Linked DNA regions of Ostrinia nubilalis: region 2 is linked to region 1. Evidence: chromatin contacts called from public Hi-C data. All regions are on one chromosome and are shown on one strand. The core of a region is the stretch at or near the end of the contact, and the rest is flanking DNA. Distances in the headings are between cores, read along the strand shown. Region 1 holds the start of LOC135073829. Region 2 holds the start of LOC135073840 (cell division cycle and apoptosis regulator protein 1-like).

The links. Hi-C and Micro-C count contacts between places; a contact is called where the count stands out from the background.
Region 2: a Hi-C map of whole body shows a contact between it and region 1, with 10 times the contacts expected there. The contact joins the promoter of LOC135073840 here to the promoter of LOC135073829 in region 1. A contact is called at or near these places in 2 of 5 Hi-C or Micro-C datasets (both in whole body).

What each region holds. Positions count from the first base shown.
Region 1 is chr8:6,681,690-6,685,245 of ilOstNubi1.1, reverse strand. It overlaps LOC135073829, which reads left to right and starts at 1,786. Exons shown (of 5, transcript XM_063968029.1): 1 at 1,786-2,002; 2 at 2,081-2,272; 3 at 2,640-2,778; 4 at 3,164-3,305; 5 at 3,401-3,556. The coding sequence starts at 1,874. It overlaps LOC135073849 (ras-related protein Rab-27A), which reads right to left and starts at 266. Exons shown (of 5, transcript XM_063968066.1): 1 at 1-266. The coding sequence starts at 99.
Region 2 is chr8:6,946,812-6,949,986 of ilOstNubi1.1, reverse strand. It overlaps LOC135073840 (cell division cycle and apoptosis regulator protein 1-like), which reads right to left and starts at 1,320. Exons shown (of 15, transcript XM_063968055.1): 1 at 518-1,320; 2 at 244-386. The coding sequence starts at 1,174.

The DNA of each region.
Region 1 (3,556 bases), core at 537-3,036:
GGTATGAAATACCCCATCAGTGTACTTGTAGAGAAAACTCGTCTTTCCAACACCAGAATCCCCTACACAAAGCAGTTTTATAAGATAATCGTAGTCCATATTTCTGGCAGCAGAATAAGTACGATAAATAAGTAGTCTGTGTTGTAACTTTTCATGAGAACAGGATGGACCATGAGAATAAGCTTGATTTTTGTGATGAGTCTTTTGTTGTGGAAGCGATAACAAATAAAACAATTTCAGTTTATTGACTGACTTGTTGAAAATGTTTGAAGTGAAGTTGTCAAGTTTTTTTTCTTTTTTTTATGTCCAGGTGCTACATACCAGGGTGTGGAAACTTCCATACAACGGTCATCGAAGTGAAACTTGCTTCCAAACAGCGACATCGGTGAATAAATTCAAATACTTTTTAACTACCCTAAAACGCTCTAGATGTCGCTGCTCCTGTTTCCTTCATATTTTCATTTTTTTCTTAATTAAAATATATTTGAGAATATTGTTAATTACAATGTGAAAACTTTTTTTAAATGAAATTAATTTGTTTTAATTTAAAACTGAACATTGTCATTTTTGTTATAATTTACATAATAGAGTAGTAGAAATTACTATTTAACATATGGCAACTTTGTTTTTCCTCCAAAATGGCCGGTGTTGTTTTTGTTATGTTAAATGCATTCTTGTTTTCTTAGCCATCATTTAAGTTTTCTGTGGCCCTATTAAAGTATTGAAGAGTCGTCGAGTCAAATTCAAGTTCATTCCATCGTACCTGCTGCTGTTCTGGTTCATTGGAGTTTTGTTCGTTCCTTCGTGAATCGCGAAGAAACTTTCTGTTATGTTCACAAGTGATCTGAGTTTTCTCAATGTGCAAATGCTTTTTTAGTGTTGTTGAAAACTTTGCGAAAAGACGCTTTTGGTGTATAATATTATGTGTGTTCATAAATAAAGTAAAATTATTAAATTCAAAAGTTTTTGTTTACTTATTTGCATTTCCATGTGCAATGTAGAATTTTTCCAAATCCATTGTTTTGAAAATAATACATACGTACACCATAAAGATAAATATTTTCAAAATAATGGATTTGAAAAAATTCTACATTGTACATCATAAAAATAATAATTCTTTGAAGGTTATGAGGGCCTATGTGTGCGTGAACTGTGTGTATGTGTGCGTGGACTTTATGTATGTATGTGTGCGTGTACTATGTATGTATGTGAGCGTTACGTACGTAGGTTAAGTACAGGGAATTTAACACCAGGCTGTCAATTAGTAGGCTCAAAAATTTGACAGAGAGGGTTCTCTATTTCCTATGTATTACTTTTCTCTATGCTACATACAGTCTTGGACTAGGGCTCTTTCATCACCTGCAATCTTATCCCGCGATCCGTGAGTGTATAAATCCGATGGATCCGATTCCTAATTCTTCGTAAATTCACACTTGTTGACGATTTTTGACCATTGAATAAGGGTTCGCAAATTTTTATTGTGGACCGAAGAAATTAATATCATATCATAGCGCACTGGCGCTGTTTCTCGGTGTGTTTCTCGGCGTGGTACGTGCCCGCTCAATCTATTTATTTCTTAGTCATTGGTTGACAGCCAAAGCAGCCAACATCAAGAAAATGGAATTTCGTTAATAGTGTTGTGCCACTGATGAGTTAAAATCATTCAATTGAAGAATCGATTACTAACATCAAGTTTCATAGACAATAAAATGGGTAAAATGATCATAGAGGAAATGATGGATAACATAAAAAAAAAAGATTTTGACATTTTGAGGTTATAAAATTGACAGAGAGTTGTTTACAAACAAATTAATCAGCACCAAAAGTTCTTTAATTAAAAGGAACTGTAAGCAGTGCATTAGGATTATTTAAAATGTGGAAAAGAATCAAGGATACTAACCTATTTTTAACTTTCACCGACGACTACCAGATATTTGTAACAGATTTTGTCTCGGTGTGGTTTTCCTATTTATCGAAAACTACTTTTGTTCGTAGTCTAAAAGTAAGTAATTGCCTCAATGTAATTATTGCTATCTTCATAGTTTCCACATCTGTTAATTAATGACTTGCTGTGTTTTAGGACAGTAATATTTTACTGGAGATGCCCACAGAAACTTTGATCCAGAAAGGAATTCATGTGTTGACCCATCCAGGCGACCTAAAAAGTGTTGACAAAAAGACTGAGAACAATGTTCTAGCGATTACGTTGACTATGTCATTTCCATATCCATTTAAAGTCAAGTTGGAACTTTGTAAAGGATCTAGGGAATTAGTAAGTATAAACATTGTCAAATGACGCTATTATCTTTGAGACAGGGGTCTCCAAACTACGGCCCGCGGGCCATATCCAGCCCGCCACTAACATCAATCCGGCCCGCGAATTGTTATGACCCTTGCAACATACCGAAATAATTATTATGGCCCCAAGGCTTCAAAGTTTGGAGACCCCTGCTTTGAGGCAAGAAAGAGTCGCACCTAATGCAAATAATCCTAAAAAGTGAAAAACTATTTTTCATTATAAAACAAGTTAGCAAACATTATTATGACTTACTGCAAACTATAAGTATTCATAATTGAAGAACAATTTAAATAGCATGATTAATTCATTTTAAACATTAATTTGTTTGATCACTTTGCAGTTTTTCCAAAAAGTTACCCAACCACTACTGGTAACCGTCAGTGAGTTAAAATCTAGTCAAACGGAGTTGTGTGAGCTGCTGAATAAAAAGGATAGTGAAATTGAAGAGTATAAACTCATGGGAGGTGAAATTGCTATAAGTAAGTTTTTTTTATTGTCGTGGATTACCTCCCCTTTGTCCAGCAGTGGACGTCATTTCACTGAAACACAAACAGAGTTTTATCTTTATATCCTTGCTCGATGAACTGTAAACCTGAAGAAGATAGCTGGCAGCACCTGGCTGAAAAAGGAAATTACGCTTTGAGGCATACATCTGGAGTACACTGCCGTTGGCTGAAAAGATGATTCTTAATTTCTTTTTAGCTCTTGATGCAGAAAGCCTTAAGGCTTCAATGATAAAGTTGAGAATCAATCATCTAGTGTCCACTGACCCCATCAAGCCACAATTTAAACAGTATTGTTAATGATTAACTTTGAACTTGGTTGTGAAAATGCAATAACTATGTTTATTTTATTATTTTCCAGAGTTTCTAAAGACTAAACAATTTAATGAAGAAGCAATGATGAGCAAATATAAAATGTATGAAGAGTATTTTGGATCTTCAACTGATACTGTGACTGATTTACTGAAAGTAAAGTTGGATGTCCCTGAAGATGTAACAAAATTGTAAGTTAATAAGCTTTTTTTATGTTGTTTTTGAGTTAAATGTTTAATTAACATATTTCTTACAATTTTATATACCTTATGTCTGTAACTTTCAGAAAACAAGAAACAGTAGAAGAATCTGTACAGTCAATACAACCTACAATAAAAATGGAGGCTGACTCCCAACTGAAGCAAATTCCATCTTCTATATCCAATCCAAAAATGGAGGCTGACTCCCAACTGACGCAAATTCCATCTTCTATATCAAATCC
Region 2 (3,175 bases), core at 71-2,570, 270 kb before region 1:
AATTATAGTCATTAGATTAGTGCAATCAATGCTAATTGAATCATTAAAAAATACCACTGGCAATTGAATATTTTAAAAATACCACTTGCAATAAAATTATTAAAAAAAGACCACAGCAAAACATCAATTTGCAGTGGTATTTTTTTAACTAAAATTGTAACAAATTAAAATAGGGCATGATAAATCTATGATTTTTATAATTTTGATTTTTGATGAATCAAATTCCTACAATGCAATACTTACATATCCAGAGGTATGCGAGGAACTCTGACGATGTATTTGACAGGCGATGGTTGGTGAACTACAGGCCTCTTGCGAGGAGGAGAATCTCTGCGGTTACGGCCGCTTATCCTTGATCGGGAACGACTTCTTGAGCGAGATCGCTTCTGTGTTAACAAATATAGGATTTAAGTTTGAGTGCTTATGATATGTAAACAAAGCTTTGCATATTTTTGATTAACTTTATAGAATATACTGGAATACTAAAAAAATATAACCTCAAAAATTTAGAACTTACTCTTTCTTCCCTTCTAGGTGGCCGATCATCATTATTTCGGCGAGGTGGCGGCTGCTTTTTGTTTGAAGGTGGCGGCACTGCATTATATGAATTAGATTTTGGATTGTTTCCCTTTGGATTGGGCCCTCCTTTGGGCAAAACTTGTACACGGGTAGCATTCCATTTGAAAGGCATGTTAGGGTTGTAGGTAGCTTCTACCAATACTCTGTCGTTTACTTTTGGAATGATACCTTTAGCGCAGACCGATGTCTGGTAAAACACATCATGGTCGACGAATCCGAAGTCATTGTGTGTCTTTGTCACAGTTCCTGTGAACACACGCTGTTCACTGTTTGGTTGAGACGAGTTAGATTGCGAGTTTTGATACATGCCAGGGTTCATCGCACGTGGAGTAGGATACGCGACGACATTACCGGGATACATTTGACCTTGGGCCATCTGATTCATCGGCATCTGACCGGCCATGGGCATAGCCATTCCTCCTTGGGCTTGCATCATTCCAGGATTAAACACCGCCTGTGTTTGTTGAAATGGCATCATCCCTTGTTGAGTCATCATGGTGTTAGGATCCATTATTTGAGGATTCATGCCGGTCATGTTTGTATTCACGTTGGATCGAGCCCATGGTGGATTTTTCGTACCACTCCCTGATTGCATCGTAGGTCACTTTGGTAACAGTTTATGAACACTTATATTCCATTCACAAAACAATACGAGCGACAGTAATCACGTAACAAATAACACTGAGAGACGCGTTCACAGTCGCGGCACGGTCACAACAATATGGCGCTGGCGCGCGTTTCCGCTTTTTTACGGCCTCACGCACGCCTGCTTTCGGGGATACCAGCGTGAAAACCATTTTACCCTAAAAGAAACATTTGCTTATATAGTGTTTATTTATTAAGTTTCTTTTAATATTCAGCTAAATATGTTTTTTTTCGCGTGGCCTAAGATTTTATAATTTTAATAAAATAGTAAGAAAAAAGTCATTAATTGAGTATATTAATTGGTTAGATCGACTCATTGAAATACTCGTAAGTTGTAATATGGGTTAGTTTAATTACATACTTTATGCCGTTATAATATCATTATCTTCGCCGTAATTTCGACGTAGAACCAGTTAGGCTTATGTCTTACTAGATGTAATTTAAATCTCATTTACATGCAATATTTTTGTAATGGGTAACATTATGAACGGAAAAGGGCAATGACATACAGTATTGACAACATAAAGGAAAAAAATTAGGGCTGTGCTAACTTTTGTATTATTCGTTTGCAATAATTCAATTTAATAATCGATTGTAGTTCCGATTGATAAAATCATTGGGCTCGTCTGAGCTGATAGGCTTGACTACGACATCAGCGTGGCTGATGATTACAAAAACTCATTTTATTTTATTCAGGATAACAAAGCGATATTGATTGAAGGCGAAAAAGCGATAGTAAAGGCGAAAAAGCGTCCTTGAATACGTTCTTGCTTCCTTGCTTAGATTATTCCTCGACCCTCGTTGGATATTGGTCTTAATATTGGTTGTAAGCTCACATCGCATTAATCGAACGATAAACTGTAAAATGATTAAGCTTACTCTAGATAAAACACTCCCTATTATTACAACAATGAAGAATGTTCACTAATTTTGTTTTTTAGCTTTCTGTATTCTCTGTTAAAAATAAAAAATACACGTGAAAGAATTATTTCGATACGTCAATTAGTTTCCAAGATATTGAATTTTAAAAGTGCGGGCGGCGGCCGGCCCGCCATTTTATGCGCGTGACGTCATATTACAACGACTGGCTCATATTTGTATGGGTGGAATCTTGCAAACTGAATTAAGACCCACTTCCAGGCAACCGATTAAGCTGAAATTTCGCAAACACATGTGATTTGGATGACCATGCAATATTATGATGACATGGAGCTGATCTGATGATGGAGCTGGAAGGTGGCCATAGGAACTCTATAATAAAACGACTTAAATGCATCGAGTTTGGGCTCGTTCGTTTTGTATTGATGAGTATTTTAACTCTATATAGTAATCGGGGTCTAATGATGGAGCTGGAAGGTAATTCGCAATAAAACGACACAATCGCATCAAGTTTGGGTTTGGTTCAATTTTAATTTCTGTGATGGGTCTGGGTGTTAATATGTATAATAAGTTTGTATTTACAAAAAAAAAATATTTAAGTATGTTTATATCCGTTTTCTAGTGAGCGGACGCTGTGAATGTACGTCACACGGGGTCACGTGACCGTCGGCGGGACTCAATATTTAAGCGAACTTTGAATGCCTATAAAATCATAACTACTGGGTATTTTTGAATGAAATAAAAACTAATGTATTTGTAAATGTAAAACCTTAACTGTAACATAGGTTTCAAGTGATTTTGCATACCTAGTAACATTCTCAATTATAAACAAGTCAATCGAGTCACACACTTTTTCCTTTCACACAATGGACAAAGGCACTAAATTAATAAAATGTAATACAGTGTGTCCGGGCATGTAGTGATCAAAATTTAAGGGCGAAATCTAGGGACAATTTTATCGATAAAAATACTTCAAATTTGGGGCTTGACCCATTTATCGCAAAATTACAAGGATTTAAGTTTTTAATTTTTAGTTTTCACCTCTTCCTTCAAAAACAAGTGAAAGCGTGGG